Linked DNA regions of Hordeum vulgare: region 2 is linked to region 1. Evidence: chromatin contacts called from public Hi-C data. All regions are on one chromosome and are shown on one strand. Each heading gives the region's core, a stretch centred on a gene start, on an enhancer-like site or on the middle of the called end of the contact. The rest is flanking DNA. Distances are from core to core; before and after follow the strand shown. Region 1 holds the start of LOC123430300 (glutathione S-transferase TCHQD). Region 2 holds the start of LOC123426767 (acyl-coenzyme A thioesterase 13-like).

The links. Hi-C and Micro-C count contacts between places; a contact is called where the count stands out from the background.
Region 2: a Hi-C map of leaf shows a contact between it and region 1, with 4 times the contacts expected there. The contact joins the promoter of LOC123426767 here to the promoter of LOC123430300 in region 1. A contact is called at or near these places in 4 of 6 Hi-C or Micro-C datasets (leaf and seedling) and 1 of 1 datasets of contacts at active chromatin or transcription factors (embryo).

Annotation. Positions count from the first base shown.
Region 1 is chr2H:482,562,579-482,566,731 of MorexV3_pseudomolecules_assembly, forward strand. It overlaps LOC123430300 (glutathione S-transferase TCHQD), which reads right to left and starts at 2,076. Exons shown (of 3, transcript XM_045114171.1): 1 at 1,865-2,076; 2 at 912-1,122; 3 at 1-811. The coding sequence starts at 1,120. The coding sequence ends at 223.
Region 2 is chr2H:482,971,540-482,976,227 of MorexV3_pseudomolecules_assembly, forward strand. LOC123426767 (acyl-coenzyme A thioesterase 13-like) reads left to right here and starts at 2,912. Exons shown (of 3, transcript XM_045110648.1): 1 at 2,912-3,176; 2 at 3,298-3,441. The coding sequence starts at 3,015.

The DNA.
Region 1 (4,153 bases), core at 826-3,325:
TGTATATAGGCCTATTATTCTGCAAATAATTCAACATCTAGATTCTGTAGGCTCTAAACAGCGACATTGGAGCAGACAGGTGTATAGAAAACAAAACTCTCAGGAACCATCAGCCTGGCCTTGGAGGAAAAACACATGATGGTATACTGGTCATATATTCAGCCTAAACTTTACTGTACACATTGGTTCAGCGTGTATCGGGTATGCAACACGCTGAACCACCTAGTATTTTCGGAACAAGGTTCGAACACAAAGGAAGAACGAGGTCCTAAAGAGAGTACGGTACTTCTTCCACCCGTTGAAGTACTTCCCAATTACAACCTTGTAGCTTGGCCTCTGCTTGACCAATGTGTGGTACTCCAGGACCCTGGGCCGGCTACTGATGTATTCCTCATGCAGATCAAGAAGGGCTATTCGTGCAAGAATGGGAATGAACATCGAATCAGCTGGTGAGAATTCATCGCCAGCGAGATATTTGGTCTTGTTGAGCTGGGCCTCAACATCATCAAGGAGTTTGCTCAGCTCCTCCTCACTTTGCCGCATAGTCTCAGGGTCCTTCAGTCTGTCTTCGGTCTCATATGCATCACGGAGCTTGACATGGTACATGCTAGCTAAATCTGGGGCTTCAGCCATTCGAGCAATCAGCACTCGACGAATGAACTTGGAGACAAATGAACGGTACTTTAGTGGGGTGTGAGTTAGTGTGAACATCTTAGGATTCCAACCATCAACTTTCTGCATCCATTGGAGAACCTCGGTATTCACAGGCTGTATTTCACCACTTAAGTGCACTGCGAGTCTGTCTATGTACCTATGAAAATATAGAGGAGATAAATGAATATTGCTGTTTGATCAGCAGTATCGAATGCGTCTAAGTTTGAGCCATTCCAAGGGTGAATGAAAGAACGTACTGGATGATATCGATGGCGCGGAAAATGACATGAGCGCCATTTTGGAAGACAGGGAGCTTCGCTGAAGGGTTCATTCGGAAGAAGGCCACATTCATGTTTTTCCCCGTTAGCGGATTGACATGATATGATGTGTAGTCAATACCCTTCTCTTCCAGGGCTATCCGCACCTTCTGACTGTCCAGTGAATACGGATGGTGATACAGCTGCATTGCTACATTAGCAGCAAAAAAAAAACATGTGATTAGTATCCCTGATCGGTCTTGCAGTGTGAATGGACTATGATGGGAGATGGACAGTTCGCTCAAACTAAGTTGCAGTGTGAGTAAGAGACTGTTATGAGAAAATAGGCAGTTGGTTCAAACGAAGTAGTCTCGGGGGATAGATGGAAGCAAGGTGGGTGGTTAGTGTGCGTATATTCAGATAGTTGCATATGGAAAAGGCGAAAACTATGAGAGTAATTGAAGACACGCAATATTCAGAGTCAAAAAACAACGGATTGATCATTTCATCTGTACATGTTTAATGTTATAATTTATTCATCAGACGATACTACTAATACATATACTGATCATAACATCTGCATCTCACTACAAATTCTAAGCACAAGGACCAATCGCGTTTGCCTCAGTTAGATGTTAGCCGGAACCAATCGCGTTGCAGTGTGAAATATAGACCTCTAATCTCCCGGGGTCATGAATTCAGGATCAACACACTCTTACAAGTGCTTTTAAATTGGGGGAAAAGGCGGCTTTGTCCAGAATCTCGCCTTTAGCCCAAAAGTACTTGTACGCAACCACAAAAATAGACAACCAAATCTAATGCACCCAGTCCGGCGAGTTCCACTCAGAAGTCAATCGGCGCCCGCGCCCGCGGCTGATCTCACACATACGCCCAACCGAAAGGGGCAGCAGAAAAAGAACCAACAAACGGCGAAGCAGAGAGAAGGGCCTTACCTGGCGAGGAGTCGCGGGCGGAGGCGAGGGCGACGGCGGGGGGCGGAGGATGGGAGACCGGAGAGGCTTCGCGAAAGATCCTTCTCGGCGAGGAGACGGTTGGGGGGGAAGTGGGGATGTTGTTGGTTCTCGTCCTCGCCGGAACTCCTGAAGTGAACTGTATTTCAGGCTGTCCTCACAACTTTGTTTGTCCCTCTGTCACTCTCCTTTCCTTTGCCTGCCCAGTCGACGCGCTCTTGCCACCGTGTTCTGGTCGGTCGGTTACTCGGGTTTGATTATCTCCAGAGATCCCTGCTGCGTGCACCCGGGTGTGATGCCCCACGAATCAATGCATGTGTCTAGTTGTGCAAGTATATGCTTGCTTGTGTGGGAAGCAGGAAGTATCATGTACACTATACTTCAAAAGTATTGCATGTCTTCTCCATTAAAAATGAGAAGAAAAAACAAGTACCATCACATGTGAAGGATAGTCATACGCGATATCTACGCTCCACCCCCACGCATGTCAAGCTATGATATATGCGATGCATTCCCACCTATGTGCAGGGACAAAGTCACGATCCATGAAGAAGGGCGGAGGGGTGGGGGGAAGGGGGGGGGCAAACACTAGTTTGAAGAGTGTTTATGCATTTTTTCGGAAATTTGAAGTGTGTATTGGCAAAAAGACAGTCAACCATGGGGGCCATGGCTCCCCCTTGCCCCTTTGGATCCGTCGTTGCCTTTGTGTGTCGCCTTTTGAAAGCGTAAGCTCTACAAAAAAAAGGACACAACTTGGCTTGTGTGCGACTAGACATGATCAAGCACACGGCTATTGCGCTCAATCCACATGGAGCGCAGTCTCTTGGTGACGATAGAGCTCATCTCCGTATGAAGATGACGGGGTGCAATTGAGCATACCATTGGCCACCAGCCAACAAGGTCCTCCAATCCATTTGGTATAAAACCGTGTCGCTTATATGGCAAGAGTGCATGATACCAAAGTTCTTGAGAAAAGGGAAACCTCAAAAGCATGTGTTGGGTATCTCCTAAACATGGCGGCAAAGCAAGTGGCAGGGAGGGTGCTGGAGCGCACGTCCTACCAACCTATCCACGGTCTAGATGTTGTTTTGACGATGAGCCACATGTAAATATCTACCTCCAAAGGCGCCCAAGAATCCCACAACTACCTAGAGTATAGGCGAATTCACAGTTGAAGATGAATGCAGCGTAAATCTCTCTCAAAGAATACATATTGTTGACTGAGAGGCACCTGGAGAAGGAGGTTTGGCATGTCATCAATGCTCCGATCCTGCAACAAGACCAAAACTCGAGGAACTCAATGATTGTCGACACAGATGGCGTTCCATTGATATCATCGACCCACCTCGCTCTGGGAAAAGAATAGGCCACAACACTATTTGCATCACCGACCGCACAAAGCTAAGCAGGTGGGGAGAAATTTGTGTGATACTATGACCATTGATCCACCGATTCGTCCATAACCTCATATGATTACCATCCCCTAGCAAGCAATGCATCCCACATGCGCAAGCTCCTTCGGACTCAGTGCAATCTGCATGCCTATCCACGGTTTTCCCAAAATAGTTTTCTCCCGCCATCGCCACCTGATGTAAAGGGACCGATTCAACAAGCCAAGGTTCAGCACCGCAAGCCCGCATAGAGGCTTGGGCGTACACACAATATGTCATGCCACCAGACAACATCCTCAGGCGTCCTCAAAGCTCCTCTAGAAGAACCCTTGCATAAGCTTGTCTATGCACTTAAAGAACTATGGCGGAAGATCAAGCGCCATCATGTGGAAGATAGGCATGGCTAAGAGCTTGGAGTGGAAAAACAAATACGAGTCAACCAAGGAGTTGCACGGTAATGTTGTCGACGAGCGATTGGTGCTCTGCTCTAGATAGAGCCTTGATTGAAAGTGTCAATCCAAATACTTAACGGGGAAGGGTTGTATCAGGCAATAGAGGGCACTCATGATGCCCTACAAGTCCAAAACAATACAAAGAGTTGGCAACACTTAGCTTTTTGAGAAATTGCATACCATACGCAACGTCGCTAGAAAAGAACGGAGTAGATCCCTCTGTGCGATGGCCTCCTGGGCGTTGGCTTCATCGAAAGCAGAACATCGTCGATATAAAAGTGACAACCGGTGGTGAGACTCCAACGGTGAAGCGGCTCAAACACATCTGCTGCCCGACCTTAGTGAAGATGGTCGCCAACACATCCATGGCAATGATGAACAGTAACGGGAGGACCCCCCCCCCATCCGATAGTCCACGGTCGTGTTGG
Region 2 (4,688 bases), core at 1,662-4,161, 410 kb after region 1:
GAATTGGCTCTCATACATGACAATGGCCTGACTAACTTCTTGCGTTTACATGACCATGTATTACATCATACACATGGACAGTAAGCATAGAACACACTACTGGACCTTCTAGCTAAACACATCACAATATGAGCATCATACACCAACAAGCATTCTATCAATCAATCACAACTAGCTACCAATTCATTGTGTTCAATACTATGATACAAGCCTAGCATGCTACAAATCCATCACCAATAGCTAGCACAACATGAAAATGTCACATATCGGTAGTGTATAATGCTACAAGATGGTCATAGATCAAACCCTACCACATGCTCTCAGTTCTAGCTTGAACGAGTTCAAAGAAGGGGGATGATTGACCTCATGAAGACCATCATTTCAAGTCGAGGGAGACATAGAGCAGGTCGGAGAAGAGAAGGGCACGATTAGTCGCCACCATGGATCACCGGCCAGAGAAGAAGTGTTGCTTACCTCCTCGTTAGTGTCGTTCCGCTTCGGAGAGAAAGTTCGAGGTCGGGGGGGAGGGGGGTTATGGCGAGAGTTTGCGTAGTGAGGTGAAGATTGCTATATATGGCGACTGAATTGGCGGGAGATAACCCGAAATCCTCCCGTTGATTTTTGGGGGATGCACGCGAGCTCGGCCATCTTCGTGATCACATGAGCTTCACCTCTTCCCCCCTCTTTGGTCGAGCCTGACTCACTAGAAACTGTTGCTTCAACGGTTCTTAGGTGCGAGGCAAGCCAAACTGTGAAGTCAAGCAACACAAAAAAACTAACTTTTTTCATGCGGGCAACCGGACGCTTAGTGAGATGGCATGATCCTTAGAGCAACTCCAATGCGGTGACCCAAACAGACGCGAGCTTTGTCCGGTTTTCGTCCGTTTGGGTCGGTCACGCAAAAGTGCAAGTCCGCTTTTTGATTTGGGTCGGTTGGTGCGTCCAACTCTGGCCCGACCCATATTTTCAAAAAACAGACTTAAAATAAAAGAAAAACATCACGTACAAAGTAAATCATAATTAAACATTAAACGCCGGTCAACAACAACTAGCCAGAGTCCACATCAACATTAAAATCAATAATTAAACTTTAAAAAAGTTCGCACCACCCCCACACCCAGCCCTAGGTGTCATCGTTGTCTGAGCCAGAGCTGGTGAGGTCGACTAGCTTCGGCGCTGGACCAACCCAGGGGAACACAGTCACGCAGGCCAGGGACACGTCAGCCTGTTGTGCCAGTTGCACCATCGTTTGGGCTGCTGCGGCGCTGGCACAACGCTCCTCCTTCTTCTTGTGGCGCTCCTCCTGCTTGCGCTCCAACTTCATGAGCCTCTCGCCGTCAGCGCGTTTGTCCGCTAATGCATGCTGCCTCCAGCGCTCGAGGTAGGCGGTCGCCTGCGCCGGCATCGCGTCGAGCCAAACATGGGGCGCACGGACCCACTCACGTACCTGTTTGGTTCATACGTAGCGTTGCGTCGACTTCATCGGTGGTGGCTCGGCCTTAGGCGTCGGTGGAGTGGGCCTCGGCGGCAAAGGTGGCACGATGTAGTCATCGACCGCATAAAGGGTGAGGGCCTCCGCCGACCTCACCTGGTAGTCTACCTCCTCTGCCTCCGCCTTGCGCCGCTCCTTAATGGAGATATGCATGGCCGTCGCCAGCGCCTCCTGGTATACAGCCTCCTCCCGCTCCTCCTCTTTCGGCCTGACGACGGGCGGCGAGCCAACAGTAGAGGGTTGGTGTGGTGCTCTTGAACACCGAGGCGGCGTTGCTTCTCGTGCTCGAGGGAGAACCACCTCTCCCAATTGGGAGAATCCAGAGCGTACGCCGGCACCCGATGTTGTTCCGACATGAGCAACTCCCGACAACGGCGCACCTCATTGGTGTGTGCCCGCTGCGTCCGCCGCACCGTCGACATCGAGATTCGTTGCGGATCGAGATGCCAGTCGTCCGGTAGGGTGACGTCCGGGTAGGACACCGATTGCATGTACAACAAGTGCCAACGCGTCTCGTGCATCGAAATATGCACGCGCTGCTGCACGGGGCGGGCAGGCGCCGGTGGAGATGGAGGAGGATGCGTAGGGGTGATCTTCCCTTTGCTCTTGTGGGAAGCATTGAAGAACCCCATGACTAGGGTTTGGTTGTCACCGGCGAGGGACCACGCGTGGGGGGGGGAGAGATTTGGACGGACAATGGAAGTGGATGAGCCCCCTCCCCCGTGCGTCCATTAAAAAAAGAACGGCGACGCGGCGGTTCCACCCACTGCTAGGAGGGCCTGAAGTAGGTGGGCGCATTTACTATGACCGCATACAGTGGTTGGTCGGCTGACTTGTGGGGGCGCGACAGACACCGAGGGAACGCGCGACGCATCCGCTTCATGTCTGCGGCAACTCATTTCAGAAATGCCTTGGCGCAGACACGAAAATGACGCATTTTGGGTTTAGGTCGGCGCGTTGGGCCGACATTCTTGTCCGCGGCGACCCAAACGAACATGGACGAAAGAAATGGGTCATCTCGTTCAGGTTGCTCTCACGGCATAACCAATGCACCCCAAGGTGATGTCCCGTATGTCATATAGGATCATAATATATGTCCGGACAGTCTAAAGTGATCCTTAGGAGAAGGCGAGTGCTTCAGAAGAAAAAACATGGTTCTATACAAAAAGTTAAAATAGAAAATAGAGATACATATGTATCAGAGTCCTTTTTCTTTGATGATGTCCATTAGTAAGAGTTCACATTGAAGAGAAAAATATCAATTTAGACGTCTCAATTTTTTTTTGGCATCATGGACATCTGCACCATTGTACATATCCTCGCAGACCAACTTCGTGGGACCGCTTGTCAGCTGGAGCTTCACCCGCCAGAGCCAGACTAGCAAGGCGCTTCCAGCCAACCACGCTCGCACACCGCAGGGTATCCACCCACTCGTGTTTGTGTTGCGTGCCCCGCCAAACACCCCCACTCGATCCGGCTGCGACCGCGACCTCCTCGCCGCCCCCAGCGCCACCGCCGCGCCATGGACCCGGACGCGGTGCGGCGGACCCTCGAACCCACCGCTTCCCCCGCGGACATCTCGGGTTCCACTCCTTACGACTCCTTCGTCATCAGCGGCGTCCGCCTCGAGGCCGCCGAGCACGGCCGCGTCCTCTGCTCCTTCGTCGTCACCCCCCGTATAGCCGTAAGCCACGCGCTCCCTCCCCGCTGAAACCACAAGCGCCAGCTTCCTTGCTCCTTCGGTCTTCACACGCTGACGTGACGGCGCGTGGTGTTTGGTTCGAATTTTGGTGATTCGTTTGCAGAGCCCCCAAGGGTACCTTCTCAGCGGCGTCACGGCATCGCTCGCAGACCAGTTGGGCTCGGCCGTGTTCTTCTCCAGCGGGGTAGGCACGAGCGGGGTCTCCCTCGAGATCAGCGTGTCCTACGTCGACACCGCCGCCATCGGGGTGAGACTTCAATTTCTCTCTCCCTTACTAAGGCTTCAGACACTGATCCTGTTCGTCATCAACATATTTTAGTTTATGCTGGATGAAATTTTTGGTGATGAAACTTTGATTCTGTCAAATTTGACGTGCGATTCGTGCTAGAATTCTGCCCTGTGAACTTGCTGGGGCATTGGACTTGGGGAGTAATTGAGTCGCAATGAGGCTCCTACCATGTTGTTTCTATTCAGATTTCAGAACGCTTTAGGGCGCATCTTATTTCTTAGGCGAGGAATTGGATCTGGTGTTAGTAATTACACTACGTCCTGCTGATAGGGGCGAAGCCAGCCAAAATTCTTTAATGTGGGCATCATATACTACATTGGTTCAACACTAATTACTTTTTGATAAGTAACTTACCATCCGTTTTACGTAATGTTTGGGTCAGCTGACTCCAACACTATAGTGCAGTTTCAGTTGAAAGTCAAAATTAGACTATTGTTCTGGAAGTTGCAATTGGGTATGCTTGTCATGACTTGGGTGTTAGGAACATTTTTATGCCTAGCTGAAGGTGTCACTTAGGTGTCGACTGGGATCTCAGTGGTACCTCCATTGGTATCGTATGTACAACTAACCAGTTTCTGATGGTAACAAGTTGTTGGAACTTGGAAGAAGACTTGATTGAACTGGGGTTAGTTTTGGCAATTACTTTGAACTTGGTGTGAGTTGTTAGAAATTCTTGTTTGCTGCCTCTTTTTCATAATAAGGATTTGACCTGGAGCATAAGCAGTAGAGTGTATTGTGTTGGCATAACAACCATGCAACATTTTTGTACTTGTTCATGAATGATTAGGTATGCTCATAGGTGACAGAAGTTAGGAGGCTCTAAATACTTATTCTTCAGTTTTCCTTAATGGTGACCATATAGCAATCTAATGGAGTGCCCTTTTATATAGAGAGTAGTTAAGAAGCTTTTGTCTTTTTGAGATGACTCATGCTATGGTGATACAATTTCTGTTTTATTGGTGGGTTTTTTCCCATCTTAAATGTTGGTTATATTGTTCATTACTAATTATTACGTGCAATCTTTTAGTTTGGCATTGTGATACTCCTAATTGTTTTCTTTTCTCATCTTCCAACAAATCCACTTTCCTTGTTTCGACACCTTTTGAGCGGCGTTCCTATTGCATGCCAAAGTATATAATTTAATGAAAATAATTTCGAGATTGGCTAAATTTTGTGCTCAAGTATATATGCTTACTTTCAGTTCA